Regions from separate parts of the Pan troglodytes genome. Here region 1 is linked to region 2. The links are chromatin contacts, called in public capture Hi-C maps. All regions are on one chromosome and are shown on one strand. The core of a region is the stretch at or near the end of the contact, and the rest is flanking DNA. Distances in the headings are between cores, read along the strand shown.

Region 1 (5,097 bases), core at 747-3,246, 370 kb before region 2:
TCATTGCAAGGAAAACTTAAAGAATACCAGGTTGCAAAAAAAATTGTGTTTAAAGAGGTGGGAGTCAGGCCAGGCATGGTGGCTCATGTCCGTAATCCCAGCACTTTGGGATGCCAAGGTGGGCAGATTGCTTGAGCCCAGGAGTTCGAGTTCAGCCTGGGCAAACAGGTTTCACCCTGTTTCTATAGAAAATACAAAAAATTAGCTGGGCATAGTGGCACATACCTGTAGTCCCAGCTACCCTGGGAGACTGAGGTAGGAGAATCACCTGGGCTGAGGCAGTCAGGCTGCTGTGAACCACCATTGTACCTCTGCACTCCAGCCTGGGTGACAGAATGAGACCCTGTCTCAAAAAAAAAAAAAAAAAAAAAAAGAAAAGAAAAGAAAAAAGAAAAGGGGCCAGGTGCAGTGGCTCACGCCTGTAATCCCAGCACTTTGGGAGGCCGAGGCAGGCAGATCACGAGGTCAGGAGATAGAGACCATCCTGGCTAACATGGTGAAACCCCGTCTCTACTAAAAATACAAAAAATTAGCTGGGTGTGGTGGCGGACGCCTGTAGCCCCAGCTACTTGGGAGGCTGAGGCAGGAGAATGGTGTGAACCTGGAAGGCGGAGGTTGTAGTGAGCCGAGATCGTACCACTGCACTCCAGCCTGGGCAACAGATCGAGACTCTGTCTCAAACAAAAAAAAAAAAAAAAAGGAAAGAAAAAAGAAAAGGAGGTGGACAGACGTTTTGAAGGGCATTGTTTGGCTGTCTTCTAATCTTCTTATTCATGTTTTCAGTAATAGCATGGGACTTCATTTTCAAAATACTTTTGATTGCTAATAGTTAATAGTGAATATTCCTCAAGGGCAGTGGTTTTCCAGCAATGGGGTAGGGACCAGAACCTGGAGGGTGTGGCCAAGGGGCTGGGGGCTCTGCCCCTGCTTCTACCAGAACGCTCTGCCTTTTTGGGGCTCCACTTAAGATCTAATTTGGAAAAGAGGGTTCCACTGCTAAAAGAGTAAAAGAGAGAGATAGAGGCAAATTTAAAACCTCTGGTTTAAGGCTGGCCTTGCTGGCTTATGCCTGTAATCTCAACACTTTGGGAAATTGAAGCAGGAACATCTCTCAAGCCCAGGAGTTCAAGACCAGCCTGGGCAACATAGGGAGATCCTGTGTCTACTAAATAAATAAATAAATAAATAAATAAATAAATAAATAAATAAAAATTAGCTGGGTGTGGTGGCAATCTCTTGTAGTCCCAGCTACTCAGGAGGCTGAGGTGGGATGATTGCTTGAGCCCTGGAGGTTGAGGCTGCAGGGAGCTGTGATCACACCACTGCACCCAGCCTGGGCAATAGAGTAAGACCCTGTTTCAATAAATAATAAGTAAATAATAAAATTAAACCTCTGGTTGACTGCCTTCTGGTTTACAGAGTTTTCCCATGATCTCACTTGGACCTCACAGAGACTTCATCGTCCCCAATCTCTGTTTTCAGAAGAGGAAGCAAAGTTCATCAAGATGAAGAAATATATTCCTTGTTACACAGTGAGTGGCAGAGCTTGGACTTGAGCCTGAGCCTTCAGAATCCAAATTCAGGACTCCTCCCTTACAGCAGGATAGAGTAGAGTGAGAACCTAAGATCAGACTTGAAGAGGGACCTGATGTGTGATGGCACCCTGGGTGACACAAGGAGAAGTCTCCAGGGAGAGGGTGGTGGTGATTGATTAGCCGGGTGGAGGGAGAAACCTGAGATTTAATAGGCAGGACAGCAGGAGGCAGCAGTGCCCCAGAAAGGGAAGAAACCATCGGAGCCTCCAGGGTCCTGATTGCCGGCCACAGCCCTCCCAGCCAGTCCTAGCCTCTGCATCTGGGACCAGGGATCCTGCCACTGGGCATCTCCTATCATTTTGGGATTGTCAGCCTCATTCCAGTTCTTCAGCAGGTAGGAAACTGAGTCACAGGGTACCTAAGCTGGCCAGGAATCAGCCCTGCAAATCTGAGGGCCCAGCCCACAGAGTCTCCCATGGCTTTCTGGCGAAACGATTGACATTATGGGAGTGAAATGGGAACAACTGTGGCCCATCAGCCCCGTGTGTTTAGGGACAGCCCCTCTGGGCAGCCTCCTTTCCAGAATCTCCCACGGATCCTTTGACCACAAAGCCGTGCACACGGTCATTTCATTCACTATTAATGTGCGCCCTTCCCTTGGCGTGGCTGGCTCTTTCTTAAAGTTAACCAGTAACTGGTCTTTTTGTTATCCGATTTCTGTGAGAGGAGCCCTGCCAACAATTCTCACCGAGGGAGCACTTCTGATTTTTGTTTCCTTTCTCTTTCGGGTCTGCGGAAAACCTTTCATGTCCCTTTGTGTCCTAGAGAACGGCACGCCGCCACCCAGAATGTGCCAGCCTACTTGGCTTTCCTCAGCACTGCGGACGGCGCTCTAAACCATTCCCCTAGCATCACATTCCTGACTTCAAACAGGCCAGGGAGGTTGAGAGCTCCTCGAATAAGTGGTACTTTCTGGAGATTCTCTTGGGAAGGAGTGACAGGCAGAGAGCAGGAATAATTACACTGAAAGTTTGTTATTTGCGTGCACAGTTTTCTTCCTTTGTGTGGAGTTTATTCCCGGAAGCCCAAAGAGGGGCTTGATAAACAGCAGAAAGCCTACGGAGCCAATTGGCTGGAAAAGAAATGACAATAAAAGTCGCACAGAATGAAGTCTTCTGTCAGCACCCATTTAAGTTAAACAGGTTTACAAGTTGCAGCAGAGAATTAACTGTTTGATTTGCTAGAAACCAAGAGAATTTTCAGCACTTGGAGTGAGAGAAAAAAAAAATTACTTTTAACTTAGGTCTTCAAACCTCCCTCCCCTCCAAAACCAGGACCTAATCGCAATGATTTTCCCATATGGGTCAAAGGGATCATTGGAAAGTCCAAAGGCAAGGCCCTCGGCCCTAAGGGTCTGTAATTTGCAGCCTAGGAGTACACTCTGTGATAGAAACCTCTCCATGTCATCTCTCCTAATTTGTGCGTGTAATTGACAGCTTGTTAACAGTTCATTAGGAACACTGAAACCCATGTGGCAAAAACAAATCTATCTAGCAGAGAGGATGTAGTCCCTTCTTCTGAAAGCCTGTTTATTAAAATTTTTGCTAGAAACAAAATAGCGTGGCAGGAAATAACCCACTGCATCCTTTCAAAACAAGAACTTTCAGTCCCTCTCTGCTAAACTTCTTGTCCTGGGACACAGTGTTGTCTGGCTGGGCTTTGATCGAGCAGAACAGGAACCCGTGGGCCTGTGAGGGGACATACTCAAAGGTCCTCGGGGCAGCGAAGGGAAGACTCATCCATCCATGAACACAGATCGGCCACTCTTTAAGGCTCGGAGGATTGGGACTTAACAATCCTGTGATCTTCCTGCCCTCCTACTCACTATTTCTCTAGGTCTCTGGAGGTCTTAAATATTGTCTCGGTGGAAGCTTCTGGTAAAACAACTTGCAATCTAATATAATATAATTTCTTATATTTCTCCCTGATTCCCCTGGGGAAAATTAATTGCCCCTTCCTCTCTGTGCCACAGCACTTCACACTTCCTTTCGTTATGTGTGGTCACGTGTGCTCTTGCTACTTAGATGTCTCTCTTGGCCAGAGCATCAGTGAGCTCGTGTATTTTCTCCACCTCTGAATCCTCCGCACTGGGCATTGTGCTTTTAGGCCATCTTTTAGCATCCCATTCATTCTCAACCACTCCCTCACCACCAACCCCTCACCTCAGTCCCAACCATCTAGGGGATTTATAGAGGAACACATGGACGAGTCTTCAGGCTGAGCTGTGTTGAAATAGGCAGGCTTCTACAAAATGCATTCAATCTCATTTTCCTTTCATTGCATCAGATATTTAAAGAGCACCTACTGTGTTCTAGGACTTGGGTACATAATGGTGAGCAGAACGGACCCTGACCTTATGGATGTCCTGATTGTTAATTACAGTAATTGCTACAGATGATAAACTTGGGAGGAACATTCCATCTTTCAAATGAATGTGGTATTTTAAAGCCCTATGGAGCAGAAAGATACCGGGGAATACTGTAGTATTGAGAATGATTCTTTTTCAAAGTGCATTCCTTGCTTTTTTAGCCTTGGAGTCTGTGGTACACATGGTGCAGTCTTGTCCATAGAAAGAGCTTAAGAAAAAATTTATTTAAAAACCCTTTCACAGAAATTTAACAGCACAAATTTCCTTATATCATGTTATTGGATCTTATTAGAAGATTTGCCAACCTCACATTTGACATGGCTTTGTAAGGTACTAACAGAATACTTGTACTTTGTTCCAAAAATCTTTCTGTAATTTTTAACTCTCAAGAGGTATCTGTGTCTTAACATCCCTGGATTATATTCAGGCTTTCAACGGAGCAGTCTGAGGATATCCCACCCAAGTTGGGAGGCTTGTTTTCTTAAAAGCGTTGTGCTAAGGAGATTTTTCTCTAGCCAAAGGAGTCTAGTAGTTATGACAGTTCTCTGGAGGGATTGAAATTAATTCCGTGTGACATAGTTGAAGTTACTAGAGATTTCAGCAATTCCCCAGTTGAATACCCACACATCAGGCAAGATAAAGTAACAAGTTTGGACATATTATGTTGATTGTGGTGGACATTTGTTGGGGCTTCTTCAATATCTACTCTTAGCTTCTCACACTAAGGGACCTTGAGTTTTTTTCTTTGGGAATTCATCCCTCTCCATTTTCAGCCATACAGTTGGGTGGGATTAACCCCTCTTCAACTCCTGGGGTGGGCCTCAATTGGTCTAACCAGTTAGGAAAGCCAGCAACCACTTGCACTGATTGGTTCAGAGGTGGACATGTGATCAGTTCTGGCCAATGGCAAAGAGTGAATACTAGGATTTGTGGAGAGGTAGCAGAAGGGGCACTTTCTCCTCTGCTGGATGTGAGACCTGCCATGTTTGAAGACACTCTGAGATCTCAAGGTGATTTTCTGGAGCTGCAGGAGAGCACTGTGTGAAGCTGAGAGATTGTGTTGATGCAGAGGAACACAGAGTGGGAAGAGCATGAAATCAGATCGTTGGTGACTTCTAGTTATGTGGGCTGTTA
Region 2 (4,795 bases), core at 2,030-4,529:
GGAAATGGAGTTGAATTTCAAGTGGAAATGCTTTCTTTTTCGAGTGCTAAAACCTGGCTCTTCATTCATGAGCGATTTCTAGAAAGTTTAAAAACAAAGTGAACGTGGTTTCTTTCTTTCTTCCTTTTTACTTTTCTTATACTCTCCCAAGCTCCCTAAGCCATTTTGGACGTTTAACTCGAACTTGGGAAGGTTTTAGAAGGGGCTGGGAGCAGAAAATGAAATGAAAGGCAAAGAGCTTGAAAGCCTGGCGAGTTTACTGAAGAGAAATAATAGTTGTTGCGGTTGACATTACATTTTTTATAGCCAGTGACCTTTGCAAACGTCTGAAGGCAGTTTGATTAGTTGTTATCTTATTTGGCCCTAGAGAGTAAAACTTTGTCATCATAATTGCTAATTACTCTTTTGGCTGGGGGCGGGAGGACCGAGAGCTCTCCCCTTTACCCCAGTTAAAGAGTTTGGGGATGGAATTTGAGAATTAAGTAATTAAAAAAAGAACAGCATTTGAAAACTGAGGCTTGTGTTGGGGACAGAGAGGTGGGGGCAGTGACCACTCTCTTGTGGTCCAAAGCCGGGGCGACTCCAAAATGTCTGGAGACTCCTTCGTTCAGGATGTGGTTCTATGGCCCCAGCGAGGCCGTACAGAGCCTCGGGCTGAGCTGGGGGGCTCAGGCTGCAGTTGGGGGTCTGACCTCTCCGGTGCACAGGACTGCTTCCGGGTGTCGATGTGCCCCACTTCCCGGGTTGCTTCTGCACTTAGTGTTCACGTTTACTTAAGTAATTAGATAGCTTCTTAGCGAGAGGGAAGTGGGAATGGAGCAGAACTGGAATTTGAAATACTACCACCTTCCCAGCTGCTTCGAAAACTAATCAACGAGGCCTCTTTGTGCTCAGCTACTGAATTTTAAAAAAATGGTATCAAGAAGTTACAAGCCAGGATGGGAGCATTCTGTTGTGATTGTGCACAGCGTGGGTTACAAAGTGGAGTTCTGAAAGTTTTACCCCTCCTAGGGGAATTCCGTTCCCCATCTCCCCACCTACTACTCCTTTGCAGCTTCAGGGTCCTGCATTTGTTGGGGTGGGGTATTTTGCATTAGAGTTGAAGATTTTGCCCGTCCAGGGCATGGCTATGGGTGCCGGGACTGAGAGACAGGAAGGAAGCATTGGAGAGCCAACCTAGATAAGGGTAACTAGTAACCCTCTGCTGTGGCCAGTATTTACCCAATGCTGAGAAAAAGTCCTCATTTTCGGTTTATTTTTATGGATTTAAGCTGTCTACCAAGTAGTTAAAAAGTAGACCAGGAATAGCCTTGTAGAGTAAAATGTGCTTCTTGAAATTCTTTGCTTGCAGGCAGGCAGATCAATAATCACCATAGGTAAAACAGAAAAAATAATGCATTTAAAAAAAAAACAGAGAAATGATGCTGTGACTGTTTTGTTATTTTACCTCTTTTTGGGGGGCAGACCTCTTGAATGGGCTCTTTATTGTAACTCTCTCTTCCCAATTGAGCTCCCCACGGTGCCGTTGTATCTTTTTACAGCCCCTAACAACTCACACCAGTAACACAATTACCTCCAGATATTTACAACAAGAAATTACTTTTCTATTTCCTCCACTCACCCAAAAGACTTTTTTTTTTTTTTCCTTTGGGAAAGGTAGGGAGGTGTTCGTACGGGAGCAGCCTCGGGGAACCCTGCACTGGGTCAGGGCTTATGAAGCTAGAAGCGTCTCTCTGTTCCCTTTGTGAGTTGGTGGGTTGTTGGTACATTTGGTTGGAAGCTGTGTTGCTGGTTAGGGAGACTCGGTTTTGCTCCTTGGGTTCGAGGAAAGCTGGAGAATAGAAGCCATTGTTTGCCGTCTGTCGGCTTTGTCGACCACGCTCACCCCCTCCTGTTCGTACTTTTTAAAGCAGTGAGGCGAGGTAGACAGGGTGTGTCACAGTACAGTTAAAGGGGTGAAGATCTAAACGCCAAAAGAGAAGTTAATCACAATAAGTGAGGTTTCGGATAAAAAGTTGGGCTTGCCCCTTTCAAAGTCCCAGAAAGCTGGGAGGTAGATGGAGAGGGGGCCATTGGGAAGTTTTTTTGGTGTAGGGAGAGGAGCAGAAGATAAAGGGTAAGCAGAGTGTTGGGTTCTGGGGGTCTTGTGAAGTTCCTTAAGGAAGGAGGGAGTATGGCCCCGCAGCCCTCCCAAACTGCTCCAGCCTATGCTCTCCGGCACCAGGAAGTTCCAAGATTCCCTTCCCCTGGTCTCCAAACTTCAGGTATTCCTCTCCCCTCACACCCCCTCAACCTCAGCTCTTGGCCTCTACTCCTTACTCCACTGTTCCTCCTGTTTCCCCCTTCCCCTTTTCCTGGTTCTTTATATTTTTGCAAAGTGGGATCCGAACTTGCTAGATTTTCCAATTCTCCCAAGCCAGACCACAGCAGCCTCTTTTAAAGGATGGAGACTTCTGTGGCAGACGCCGCTGAAAATGTGGGTGTAATGCTGGGACTTAGAGTTTGATGACAGTTTGACTGAGCCCTAGATGCATGTATTTTTCCTGAGAGTGAGGCTCAGAGAGCCCATGGACGTATGCTGTTGAACCACAGCTTGATATACCTTTTTCTCCTTCTGTTTTGTCTTAGGGGGAAGACTTTAACTAGGGGTGCGCAGATGTGTGAGGCCTTTTATTGTGAGAGTGGACAGACATCCGAGATTTCAGGCAAGTTCTGTGGTGGCTGCTTTGGGCTCAAAACCCACAAACAGTCAAAACAAACTATTTCAGTATGCTTCTTCACTATAGTTCAGATAGAAGAAAAAAATCAAAATTGGGGCATCGCTTCTACTGATTAAAGGGTTAACTGCTAAAGAATGTAGGGGAAACAGATTGGGGTTATTCCAGTACTTTGTTTCAAGCCCCAAAGGGTAGATTTTGTATGCACTGCAGGGCAGAGCTGGGTGACCCTCAGATCGCCGCAAGCGGTTGAGTGGATCAATTCCTAAAGAACGGAGATTCTCCTGTCCTAGCCCCAGGTCCACCTCGGTTGGGAGTTCAGGCCTACCTGATGCAGCTGCCCGGGGATTAACTCCTATTTTCTTGCTAACAGAGCCCCATATTCGAGCCCCGTGGAATCCCGCGGCCCCCAGCCAGAGCCAGCATGCAGAACAGTAAGTGCCTCTGGTCTTTCTGGGACTTCGGGCTCGGGGTGCGCGGACCCGAGGGTCAGGGGAGGACACAAGGGCTCGCGACGCCCGCGCTGGCCCGGCCGCCGACCCACTGAGGCCCGGGGACCTGCGGCGGCTGCTCCCCCCTCCGCGCCCGGCAGCCCGGGAGGGGAGGGCGTTTGCTTGGCTTTTCTCCATACTGGAGAAGCAGGGGCTGGGCCCTTAAGAACAGCCCGCCCGAGTTTTCGAAGCTGCGGTAGAGAAACCCCATCCCCCCCAAATCCTGTAACTCACACCCCCTCCCGCCCCTGCCCCGGCTCTGACCCCGGAGAGAGGGGCTGGGCTGATCAGGGCGGGGCGAAGTCTTCTCCTAGTTGAGTGAGAAGGAGGCCCCTTTGGGCTTAGCCAAGACTGAAAGTCTCCACCAACCCAGCGGGGTTGGGGGCTTCTCTCCCCAAGTCACTCTCAGGGCAGCTCCTCCCCTCCTCACCCCACCTACGGGCCTAGAAGGGATGGGGAGAGGAGCCCCCAGGCCTGCAGCAGGGTAGGGGTGGTAAGCTCGCTGTTACAGGGCGCGGGAGAGAGCACGGTTTACTGGGTCTGGTAAGGAGGTGCCCAGGAATTGGAAAATCCCTGCCCTGGCAACTGCAATTGCTTGGGTCCTGATAGTCCCAGGCCCAGAGCGCTTTTGATACTTATGGCCCTTGTACCTCCCTGCTTTCCTCTGCCCAGACCCCGTGGGGTCCCACCCACCTTCCTGTTCGTGGTGGGTGCTGGTACGCGGCAGGGCTAGTCTAGAGCTCCGACCTGGGAGCCTGGAGGCCCAGCGAAACCAGGCCCGGTTTGAGGTTACGGTTGAGGCACACGGCGTCAGGGCTCAACTGAACTCGAAGTGTGGAAAGGCCCGGGTCTTCTAGCAGCCTGCCCTGGCCGAACCACAAAGGCTTAAGAAGGGTCCCCAGCACCTTATCCATCTGTTCTGGAAACGCCGGTCGCCCCCTGGTGCTTCCGGAGCTGGTAAGCGCGTAGCTGAGGAAGCGGCACAAAGGTGGCGAGCTTTGCGGGAGTAGTTGTGCAGAACCTGCCGGACCCCAGGGCTTGGCCGGTAGGCTCGCCTTCGGCGGCTGGGTTCTCCCCTTGGAGCTCAGACTCCCCAGCCGCAGGCTGTCTCTCGGGCGGGCCCCAGCCAGGGCGCGCAGCCCTGAGCGTTTGTCGCTGCGGCCCGGCTGGCAGGCCCCGAGGGGCGCGGGGTCGCGGGCCGGCCCGCAGGGCTTTGTGCCGCTCGTTCCCGGGTGTGCGCGAGGCGCGGAGCATCCAAATTGACACCATATGTTTTCCTATTAGTTGCTTCGCGGTCGAGTTCTAGGCGCATAATCATCGCCAGTGGGCGAGAGCGCCAGCAGTCCCTAGGGAAGGGACACAATGATTGAGGCTTAACCTCTGAAGGGGAATTTGGAGCTGCGCTTTCTCTCTGCCATTTCGATGCTGGGAGTGGCGCTCTGGCCCTGGCGTCTCCTGGGCAAGCACCAGCGGGCGGTAGCTGCGGAGGTGGCTGGCACGTTGTTATTTTTTGAAATGAGTGAGGAGGGAGGTCTAGATTTAGGCGGCCTCACGCGCCCGCCTTGGCATTAGCAGACTGGGAATTGC

The links. Capture Hi-C pulls out chosen DNA fragments and counts their contacts.
Region 1: a contact with region 2 is called in a capture Hi-C map of stem cell-derived neural stem cells, with 2.8 times the contacts expected there. The contact joins two enhancer-like sites. A contact is called at or near these places in 1 of 7 Hi-C or Micro-C datasets (stem cell-derived neural progenitor cells), 1 of 1 datasets of contacts at active chromatin or transcription factors (stem cell-derived excitatory neurons) and 1 of 1 other capture datasets (stem cell-derived neural stem cells).

What each region holds. Positions count from the first base shown.
Region 1 is chr9:36,169,635-36,174,731 of NHGRI_mPanTro3-v2.0_pri, reverse strand. No RefSeq gene overlaps it. Among named protein-coding and RNA genes, the nearest start is that of RCN1, 82 kb to the right of the region's middle. Within about 2 kb of position 1,996, at least 5 of the 24 cell types and tissues checked have an H3K27ac peak or open chromatin away from gene starts, as enhancers often do. A contact at or near this core is called in stem cell-derived neural stem cells, where this site is marked.
Region 2 is chr9:35,804,260-35,809,054 of NHGRI_mPanTro3-v2.0_pri, reverse strand. PAX6 (paired box 6) reads left to right here. Exons shown (of 14, transcript XM_054662190.2): 3 at 2,629-2,705; 4 at 3,091-3,151. The coding sequence starts at 3,142. Among named protein-coding and RNA genes, the nearest start is that of PAX6, 11 kb to the left of the region's middle. Within about 2 kb of position 3,279, at least 6 of the 24 cell types and tissues checked have an H3K27ac peak or open chromatin away from gene starts, as enhancers often do. A contact at or near this core is called in stem cell-derived neural stem cells, where this site is marked.